Linked DNA regions of Mus musculus: region 1 is linked to region 2. Evidence: chromatin contacts called from public HiChIP or PLAC-seq data. All regions are on one chromosome and are shown on one strand. Each heading gives the region's core, a stretch centred on a gene start, on an enhancer-like site or on the middle of the called end of the contact. The rest is flanking DNA. Distances are from core to core; before and after follow the strand shown. Region 1 overlaps Ergic1 (endoplasmic reticulum-golgi intermediate compartment (ERGIC) 1). Region 2 overlaps Gm34455 (a long non-coding RNA gene).

Region 1 (4,580 bases), core at 574-3,073, 150 kb after region 2:
AGGAAGGTGAGTAAATGAAGCAAGCAGCCTCTGCAGGCCTCCATTCTGTGCTGTCAACTTGGAAGTGTTCATGATACCTGGGCCTGAGGCAGAACCCCTGTGACTCCTTAAGGACATCCGTCTGGCGTGTTCCTACTGGGGAGGAAATGTGAACTGATTCTCTGTGCACAGTAGACATAAGGGTGGCTCTTTTTTTTTCCTTTTGTGACTACCTAATGTTTTGTACAAATAGCAACAACAACAACAAAATAGTAGAGTTATGATTTTCACTAAGGCCTTCCTTTCTTCAGGTTTTATCCTTGGAGAGTGGGAATTTGAGACTTGTACTTCAAGGTGATCTTTGGCCTCCTGGTTTAGGTATAGATGTGAGCCCATCTCATGGGAGTTTCCAGGGATGAAGACTAGAATCGGCCTTTAACCCCATGTGACCCTAGTACTCTGGACCCTGAGAGCCATTGTGGGCATGAGCAAGAGGTGTTGGGTCCCCTGTGCTTAGCTTAAAGGCTCCAGGGCTTTCCCCAGTTTTCCTGAGGGTGTGTGTTGGGGGGGGGGGTCACCTCCATCCCAGGAGTGCTGCCCTTTTCTGAGGAGACAGCAGGGCCAGAACTAGTCAAGGCTGGAATGCTTGCTCCATGCTCACCACTCTTACAGATCTGAATCTGATCTGCAGAGACCAGGATTAGAACCCAGAAGACTAAACTCCCATGTTCTTTTAGCTCCATGGTTCCTAGCCCAAGGTTCTAGAAGGAATAAGAGGGATGGACATTGGGCCTCATTTTTTGCTCGGGAAGGCTGAGGCAGCTCTGGTTAGCTCATGTTTATCAGTAGCTGATTGATCCCTTCATCCTTTGTCCAGCCATCCTGTCCACTCCTTCATTCAGCAGGCCTTGCCACTGTCTGCCCTGTCCCAGGCTCCGTGCAGGGTTTAGGGGCAGGAATGTAAGACTTTGTCCTTGCACTCAGCAACTTTGCCATCCAGGCTGGGAGGAGACAGGGGCGCTGGGTGAAAAGGTCGTGTTAAACTATTACAGGGCTGAAGGGTCAGCAGTTTATTGAGAAAGAGGGAAGACAGTGACCAGATTCTGTTGTTTGTTTTGGCAGTGTTGGGATTGAGGCCAAGGGCAGGTTTATGCCAGGCAGGCGCTTGACCCCAGCCCTCTGGGTTTGATCAGTCTTACTTAGTTCTTTCTGGAGCCCAGAGCCCAGATTATTTTAAAACTTAAAAGCAGACAGACAATACCTACAATGAAATGGGGTCTTTCTTGAGTCCCACCTTTCTCCCTGGAAAATTTCTCTGTGTGTGAGGGATGGTGGGGAATGTAATTTTGCCAGTCTCTCTCTAGTCTAGTTAAGGATGAAACTGAAGCTGCTCTGTTTCCTGGGGCTTCTCTCTAGACAATTCTTGGTGACCACGCATTAAAGAGGATGTGTTCCCTGGCCCCTACTTCACAGGAGCGTGCTGCTCCTGGGCCTGAATCTCAGAGAAAATGCCCCCTCAGCACCCCTCGTTAATGGCTATCCCATTTGTAAGTGTGTGGCTCAGAGTATTATATATTATGTAGTGCAGATCTAACAATCCCAGCAAGCCACATTCTGAAGAGAAAGGGGAGAGGACCCTACAGTACCAGGAGGACTTGAACTTGGGGTTACAGGCAGAGCCACCTGCCAGGCAGTGCCCACCCCATCTCATCTTATGCTGTATTCCTGCAGCCCTGGCCTCCCATGACTACATCTTGAAGATTGTACCCACAGTGTATGAGGACAAGAGCGGCAAGCAGCGCTACTCCTACCAGTACACAGTGGCCAACAAGGTGAGTGGGCCGTGAACGGGCTGAGCATTGCAATTGCTCCCTCTGCTGGCCAAGGGCATAGGCGATGCCCCGCACATTCTGCTGAAGGGAATTTCAGTGGGGTGGACAGGGAGTGTCCAGGCTCATTCTCTAGTCTGAGTAAAGATGAAATACCAGTTCTTGCCGTGGTAGTGGCCTCAAGGTCCAGGTGAGACACTCTTAACAAGGAGATAAGATGTATTCTGTTTGAAGTAGGCAGAAGACCATCCCAGCTCTGACATTGTCTGGTCCTGGTTTCTTCAGGCTCCTGTTGATCAGCACATGGCCGATGCTTTGCATTAGGCAGGGAATCCTATCAAGGTGGCTGTGGACGTCTCAGGACCCCAACAGTCCAAGAGACACACAGGTCTTCTGGGAAGCCAAGGGACATCCAAGCCAAAGAAATGAGATGGCACAGCGGTTAGTGGCTTGAGCCTCTCCAGAAAGCATGGCTTGTGCCAATGGAACATAGGCACTTGGAGTAGGTTCCCCTGTTTACCACGAGGCTCCTGTTTCTGCTGTTGCAGGGCCACCCAGACCCTTAGTATAAATGATGGAGTGTTCAGCTCAATTAACTATCATTATGGTTGAGGAACTCGCCAAGCTGTGTAGTTACAGTGTAGGAATTAGACCCAGGTTCCTCTTGGGCTCCAGAGCCCCCTGGTTGCTCACCCACTCAGTCCAAATAGGGATCGTCCAGGCTTGCCCACTTGGACAGCCTCTTGGTCATGGGTCCCTATGCTCTGATTCCCTTTGATCCATAACTCTCTCCGAGAGACTTATTGCTTACATTCACTATTTCAGGCCGTGTCTGTCCTACTCTCTGGTGGCATAACAAAATTCTAAGAGCCTAAGTAGTAAGTAAAGAATAGAAGTCAGCCAGGCAGTGGTGGCGCACGCCTTTAATCCTAGCACTTGGGAGGCAGAGGCAGGTGGATTTCTGAATTCAAGGCCAGCCTGGTCTACAGAGTGAGTTCCAGGCCAGCCAGGGCTACACAGAGAAACCCTGTCTTGAACCTTCCCCCTACCCCCCCCCCAAAAAGAAAAAAGAAAAAAAAAGAAAGAAAATAGAAGTTAATTTATCTCATGGATTGGGAAAGAGGAAGTCAAAGAGATCAACCCCAGCCTGTGGTGAGCCTTCTTGCTGTGTTGTCCAGTGGAGGGCAGGGCATGGAGAGACACAAGCATACAAGCTTAGAAGTGCTTTCCTCTTCTTATAGGAGAGCTAATGCTACCATTGACACTTACCTCGTGGCCTCATCTAACCTAATCACCTCCCAGATTACCACCTCCAGCCACCACCAATGTAGGCTTACTTCCGGGTTCAGCCCCTTGATGTACACAAAGGACCTGTAACTTTAGATGGCGAATAGCCGTGGTCCCCCTGCCCCACATGCACAGGGCTCTGGGCTCAGCCCAGCACTGCAGCATGCGTATGACTTCTGGGGAGCATATTTCAACCATTGTACTCATTATAACCTCCCCCCAGTGCTGCCACACATCAGCAGGAAGCAGGGCCCTGGACCACACTGCCCCATCCTAGCTCAGTCATGTGTCCTTGTTTGTAATATGTCCATGGCAGTTACTTCACAAGATTGCTGTCAAATGAAGCAATGTTTTCAGAAAGCTCCCAGCTCACTGGGAAGGCTGGGTAATTGGTACACTACTGCTGCTAGATTTCATTCTGTCTCTTACCCCCTCAGCGCTGGGCTGTGGCCCAGACAATCACCCTGGGAAAGCTGAGTTTCCTCTGCTGCAGGCTTCCTCCATCAAAGCTTTGGCAAGGGCCTGGTGGCTGGACCAGCTCACTCAGCGTTCTCTGTGGCTTTGCCCCCAGCCTGTTCTGTGAATGGAGGTGGCTGTCCAGTGGGTTAACACTCAGTGGTGTCCATGGGATCACTCCAGCTGCTCAAGACCAGTGCTGGGGACATGGGGGTTGGGCCTGGGGACCCCGGCATCCATCTCCATTTGTTGTAAACAAGAGACGCGAGCCCAAGCCTTTCAGGACCCTGAAGTGCTCAAACCAGGTCCTGTGGGTCATCAGCTCAGATCCCTGTTCCTTGGTGGCCATTTGGCCAATGCTATGTGCATCCTTACGAGCCATGGCAGGTTGGGCACTGTACCTTCCCTGTTCTCTGTGCTGGCCCTACTTGGTGGACAAGTTCACACCCACTTGGTTCACCTGTCAGGCAGGCTATCTTCTTATTCATGGTTTAGAATGCCCCTTCCTTAGTGAGCCTTCCCCATCCCCCTGAGCAGAACTGGCTCACCTATGGCCTGCTGAGCACCCTCCTCCACCCTCCCTACACGGATACTGTTAGAAGCTAGTGATGCGATGATGTCTTCATCCACCAGCCTGTGACTCCTCTAGGGGAGGGGCTTCATCACCCCAAGAACCTTAGGACAGCGGAGGCAGCCAGCAGAATAAATGAGCAGATTCCGTGTGACTGGCAAGTCAAGGAGGAAATGCTCAGACCGAGTTCAAAGCCCACTTTCCTCTTCCACGTCACCCTCAGATCTGTGCTCCGTTCTGGCTCCACTTCTAAGCTATGTGGTCTGTTTCCCATAGTTGAAGGGACCCAGCGTGCTTTCACTATGCTGCCTGTCCAGGGCTTCCAGAGCAGCTGAGAGGAGGCTGCCTGGACACCCTCTGCATCCCACACCCTCACCCACCTGAGGCTGGTTCTGCTTGTAACACTCCTTCCTCCTCTCTCCTGCAGGAGTACGTTGCCTACAGCCACACGGGACGCA
Region 2 (4,501 bases), core at 849-3,348:
CATCCGATGACATAGAAGTGCCCAGAAGAACTCTTGGAAAGGTAGAAAACAAAACAAAACAAAACAAAACAACTCAAAAAGTGTAGAAGCTCCAGAGAAATAAACATCAAAGTGACTGTCACAGCCCACTAGCTGTACCAATGAGTTCTACATGCACAGGCCCAGCCAACTGTAGATCAAAAATAGAAAAATTTTAAATTGTGTCTGAGTCAAGCAGGTAGCACACACCTGCAATACCAGCACTGGGGAGGTATAGTCAGGAAGATGACGTTTGAGGCTAGCCTGGGCTACAAGAGAGAGGCTGCCTCCAAAAATAATTATGTCTATACTGAACACATGTGTTTTTCTTACCATCATTCTATAAACAACACAGTATGGTAGCTGTCATGCCATGTGCAGTTTGTTAGGAGTGGTATGTCTTCCAGAGCTGGTTTAAAGAATATGGGGAGGGGAGTTGCCCAAGCTCTATGCAGACACTGTGTTGTATGGGTGGACTTGATCTCTGTACAGTCCTGGAATGATTCTCCTGTCCCCATCCCCAGGACATCTGAACTCAGAACTCCCAGTTTAGCTAGGGGCTAGTGAGAGGGTAGCCTCTGGGACGGGCTTGGAAAATAACTACCCATGTGTCAGTGAGGGTGACCAGCTAGAGGCAAGGCAGACCACCAGAGCAGAGCAGGCTGGGAGTCAGCCTTGGGAAAGTATCTTTAGGGAAGGCTGGATCTTCACGAACATCTGCATACAGAAGTCTTAGGGAGTCACAAGTGGGCAGCAGGATCCGATCTAGCTTCTCTTTCTCAAAGCCTCTGACTGATGAATGGGGAAGAGACAAGCTGAGGGGATCAGGAGAATCTTCTGTCCTCTGTCTGCGAGAGGCCACTGGTTGGCAAGTCCCTCTTATAGCAAAAGGACATTGAACACTGACCTTTGGTACTTGAAATTTAAATTTAAGCTGGACGGTGGTGGTACACGCATTTAATCCTAGCACTCGGGAGGCAGAGGCAGAGGCAGGTGGATTTTTGAGTTCGAGGCCAGCCTGGTCTACAGAGTGAGTTCCAGGACAGCCAGGGCTACACAGAGAAACCCTGTCTCGAAAAACAAAAACAAAAAACAAAAAAAGAAAGAAAGAAAAAAGGAAAGAAATTTAAATTTACATCAAGCACTAATCATTTCAGTCGATTTTACCATTGTAATTAATTCTAATTCAAAGCTTAAGGAAACAAAGCCAGGGGCTGGAGAGATGGCTCTGCAAGTGACTTGTTGATCTTGCAGAGTACCAGCACCTACATGGCGCCTCACAACCATCTGGGAGACAGGGCACTCTTCTGACTTGTTTTGGCATCAGGCATACATGTGGTACACATACATGATACAGACAAAACACTCAAACACACAAAATCAAATAAGTAGATCTCTCTCTCTCTCTCTAGCCTGCTCTCTCACTTGCTCCTGCTGCTGCTGCTGTTCACATTAGTTTAAAACATAACTAACGTAAAATGTTGGTGGAGCACACCTTTAGTCTGGAGACAGAGGCAGACAGTTCTCTGAGCTTAAGGCCAGCCTGGTCTACATAGTGAGTTCCAGCACAGCCAGGCTTGCATAGTAAGACCTTGTTTCTAAATACCAATAATGACGACAATGATGATGATGAAAGTTTTGAAATGAGTAAATGAATATGGACCTAAGATGACAGAAGAACAGTGAAATATAAATTATTAAAAATTTACCAGGAACACATGGGTTTGTTGTGGTTGGTTGGTTTGTTTGCCTTTTGTTTTTTTAGTAATCACTCAATTTTTGAAATTTAACCCCCAAACCAGTTCAAACCCTGCCATGTGGGTCTGGAAAGCATCTTTCTGGGTCACTGGCCAAGCTGTGAGCTTTCACTTCTTGTCCTAGTTTGGTCTGTGTTGCTATGACAAACTTGATGGCCAATCACAACTTTGAGAGGAACTGGCAGCATGTTGCATCTTACAGCTCACAGGCTATCACAGCAGGGACCTGGAGGCAGGAGCTGAAGCAGGCGCCGCAGAGGGGAGCTGCTTACTGGCTTGCTCCTTGGGCTTGCTCAGCCTGCTTTCTTACACAACCAGGGCCAGGCACCGCCCACAGTGAGTTCACACTGGGTCCTCCCTCACCCATCGTTAATCAAGAAAATGCCTCCACAGACTCGCCTACAAGGCAATCTGACAGAGCCATTTTTTTCTATCATGGTTACTTCTTCCCAGATGATCCTGGCTTGTATCCAGTGCACAGCAAACTAATCTGTATACCTCTGGAAGGTTCTGTTGCCAACACCAATCACAAGGGCTTACTAAAGCAGTTTTTGTGGAAGGTTGACCAGAAGGAGCTCTCTCTAAGCACTGTCTTCCTTTAAGCATAGAAGGTGCAATAGAGGGTCAGTAGGGCAATGAGGCTAGCCCCGGATCTCCTCATTCTCTGGAGCAGGCTATAGAAGCTTAACAGAAAGGAAACCAACTTCTGCAGTTAGTTGAAAGAGTGAGCCTGAAGCTTTCTTACCTGCGAACTGGGCCTATGGTTCTCCTATCTATAACACACACCCGCTCAGAGGTAAAAGGATGAAGGGAAACAATGGCCAGGTATAGGCTAGCAAGAGGGACTGAGCATCCATCTCCATGGCTCTGCCCCATCCAACTAGCCAGTGGAAAGGAGCCACCCAGCTGTCACAGGGGCAAACCAACCAGGCCAGTGTGTTCTCTCCCAACCCCTTCACACGCCACGCACACCCAGGAGCTCTTCCAGGCAGACTGGCTGAGCCTGACTTCTCACAGAGGAGGAGGCAGAGTGCTCAGGGAGCCATAGTCATCCTTGGTAAGAACACTTCTGTCACATCTTATCACAACCCCTCTGTCCCCAAGATCACTTGGCCAGCCAGGATGTCTCCATAGGCAGGTCTGAGTCCCCATCCTCCCTAATGCACACCAGAGTGTGTACTGTGAGTTTAAGAGTCTCCAGTGTCTCCACCTTGGTAGCTGCCAACCAGCCCTCCTACCCCCCCCCCAACCCTTATCTATACCCATCGTTGGGAACCCCTGGTCTCTGGAGACCTTGCCTATGTCATCCCTTTGCCTTTAACAGGCTCCTCTCTCCTCTGGGAAGCCCCTTCCTTAATACTCTTCCTCCCACCAGACCCCTGTCTAGTAGACTCTTACTGAGTCTGTGGAGCCCTGCCCCGCTGCCTCTTCCTCTAAGAAGTCTTCCTTGATTCTCATGTCACAGTAACCTTGCACGCTGCAGTGTGAATGGCTCCCCTTAGAGGAGGGCATAGAACCATCCAGACCGTTGGTGCACCTACTGGGTGGTGGAGCTTAAAGGACACAGGCTTTGTGCTCAGACTCACTCAGCTCGAAGCTTAGTTTTGCAACTGTGAGCTATGCACCCTGAGGGAAGAGGCCTAACCTCTCTGATCCCCTGTACTAAGATGAGAACAAGTCTCCACCCATAACACTGAGGCAATAGGAAATGCCTAGCATAGCACAGGCTTAAATAACTCTTCATTCACTTCCCTGGACATCAGGAACTCTGGATGTTCTCCCCTACCATCCAGTTGTGTTCACATCCGCACTTGTGTGAACAGCCCAGGCCAAGATCTTTCCTGACTGGCTGTGAACCCTGGTTGTCCTTGCTCCCAGAACCAGCTCCAACCAATATACTAGGACCCTGTGCCTGTAGAAACTCCCTCATAGGTGCCCACATACATGTGTGAGAGTCTGCTCTGAAGCGTGGCAGGTGGAGCCAAGTCCATCAGAAACATTAAGGCCATTCTGCAAGGACAGGAGCCAGCCGTCCACAGCTGCCCTGGATCAGGGACACACTCAGTGTCCCAGCAGCAGGTGTGTGTTGTTTATGCTGTATCCCAGGCAGCAGAATCCCGCAGCCCTGGCCAAGAGTTCTAATTTTAAACAGCGGGTTCTGGGCGGGCCGAAATAAAGGTCAGATCCTGAAGGGCTACCCAAAAGATGCACACACTAAAAAAAGATGACCCTCGGTGTAAAAAAAGACACCCTACCTCTGTTCTACCGTCTACACTGCCTGACATGTCAAGGACACACCTGTCAGGATCACTGGGGAGGCAATGGCCACGGCCAGTTCCCACCTACCCTAAGCCAGGGGTCTCCAAACTGCTGGACTCCAAGAATCCCACCTGGAAACCCCATTTCAAAGCAGATGGGCAGCCCCAGACAGAGGATTCTGGGGGCTCTCCTGAAGACTTTCATCTGTTAGGGTCCTTTCTATTGAAGTTGTTCACTGCGTCCCTTGCAGTAATCCTGTGGCCCACATCTGATGCCTGCTGACAGCGGCACATCTTTGTGGTGTCATTTCCTGAGGTCCTTTGTCAGGTGGTGGCTCCTGTCTAGTGTTGGGAAATGGAAGGGGCTGATGGATCCATGTATGACATGGTGAGCTCGCTGAAGGGAAGTATCTTGTTTTCCCAGACAAGGCTCAGGGAACATGCTGCTGTATTTTTCTATTGTGAAAA

The links. HiChIP or PLAC-seq counts read pairs in DNA pulled down with a chosen protein or histone mark.
Region 1: a contact with region 2 is called in an H3K27ac HiChIP or PLAC-seq map of heart atrium, with 6 read pairs. The contact joins two enhancer-like sites. A contact is called at or near these places in 12 of 39 promoter capture datasets (the C10 cell line, the HPC-7 cell line, cranial neural crest and 7 more), 2 of 15 datasets of contacts at CTCF or cohesin (the NIH/3T3 cell line and large pre-B cells), 49 of 484 Hi-C or Micro-C datasets (the 4T1 cell line, B cells, the C2C12 cell line and 29 more), 11 of 115 datasets of contacts at active chromatin or transcription factors (CD8 T cells, the HPC-7 cell line, acute myeloid leukemia and 7 more) and 5 of 9 other capture datasets (adipose tissue, embryonic stem cells, embryonic trunk and 2 more).

Annotation. Positions count from the first base shown.
Region 1 is chr17:26,637,033-26,641,612 of GRCm38.p6, forward strand. Ergic1 (endoplasmic reticulum-golgi intermediate compartment (ERGIC) 1) reads left to right here. Exons shown (of 10, transcript NM_026170.3): 8 at 1,711-1,811; 9 at 4,550-4,580. Among named protein-coding and RNA genes, the nearest start is that of Gm41553, 2.4 kb to the right of the region's middle. Within about 2 kb of position 1,824, at least 44 of the 459 cell types and tissues checked have an H3K27ac peak or open chromatin away from gene starts, as enhancers often do. A contact at or near this core is called in heart atrium and muscle stem cells, where this site is marked.
Region 2 is chr17:26,485,398-26,489,898 of GRCm38.p6, forward strand. All of the region lies in intron 1 of Gm34455 (a long non-coding RNA gene), which reads right to left. Among named protein-coding and RNA genes, the nearest start is that of Gm34455, 17 kb to the right of the region's middle. Within about 2 kb of position 2,099, at least 8 of the 459 cell types and tissues checked have an H3K27ac peak or open chromatin away from gene starts, as enhancers often do. A contact at or near this core is called in heart atrium and muscle stem cells, where this site is marked.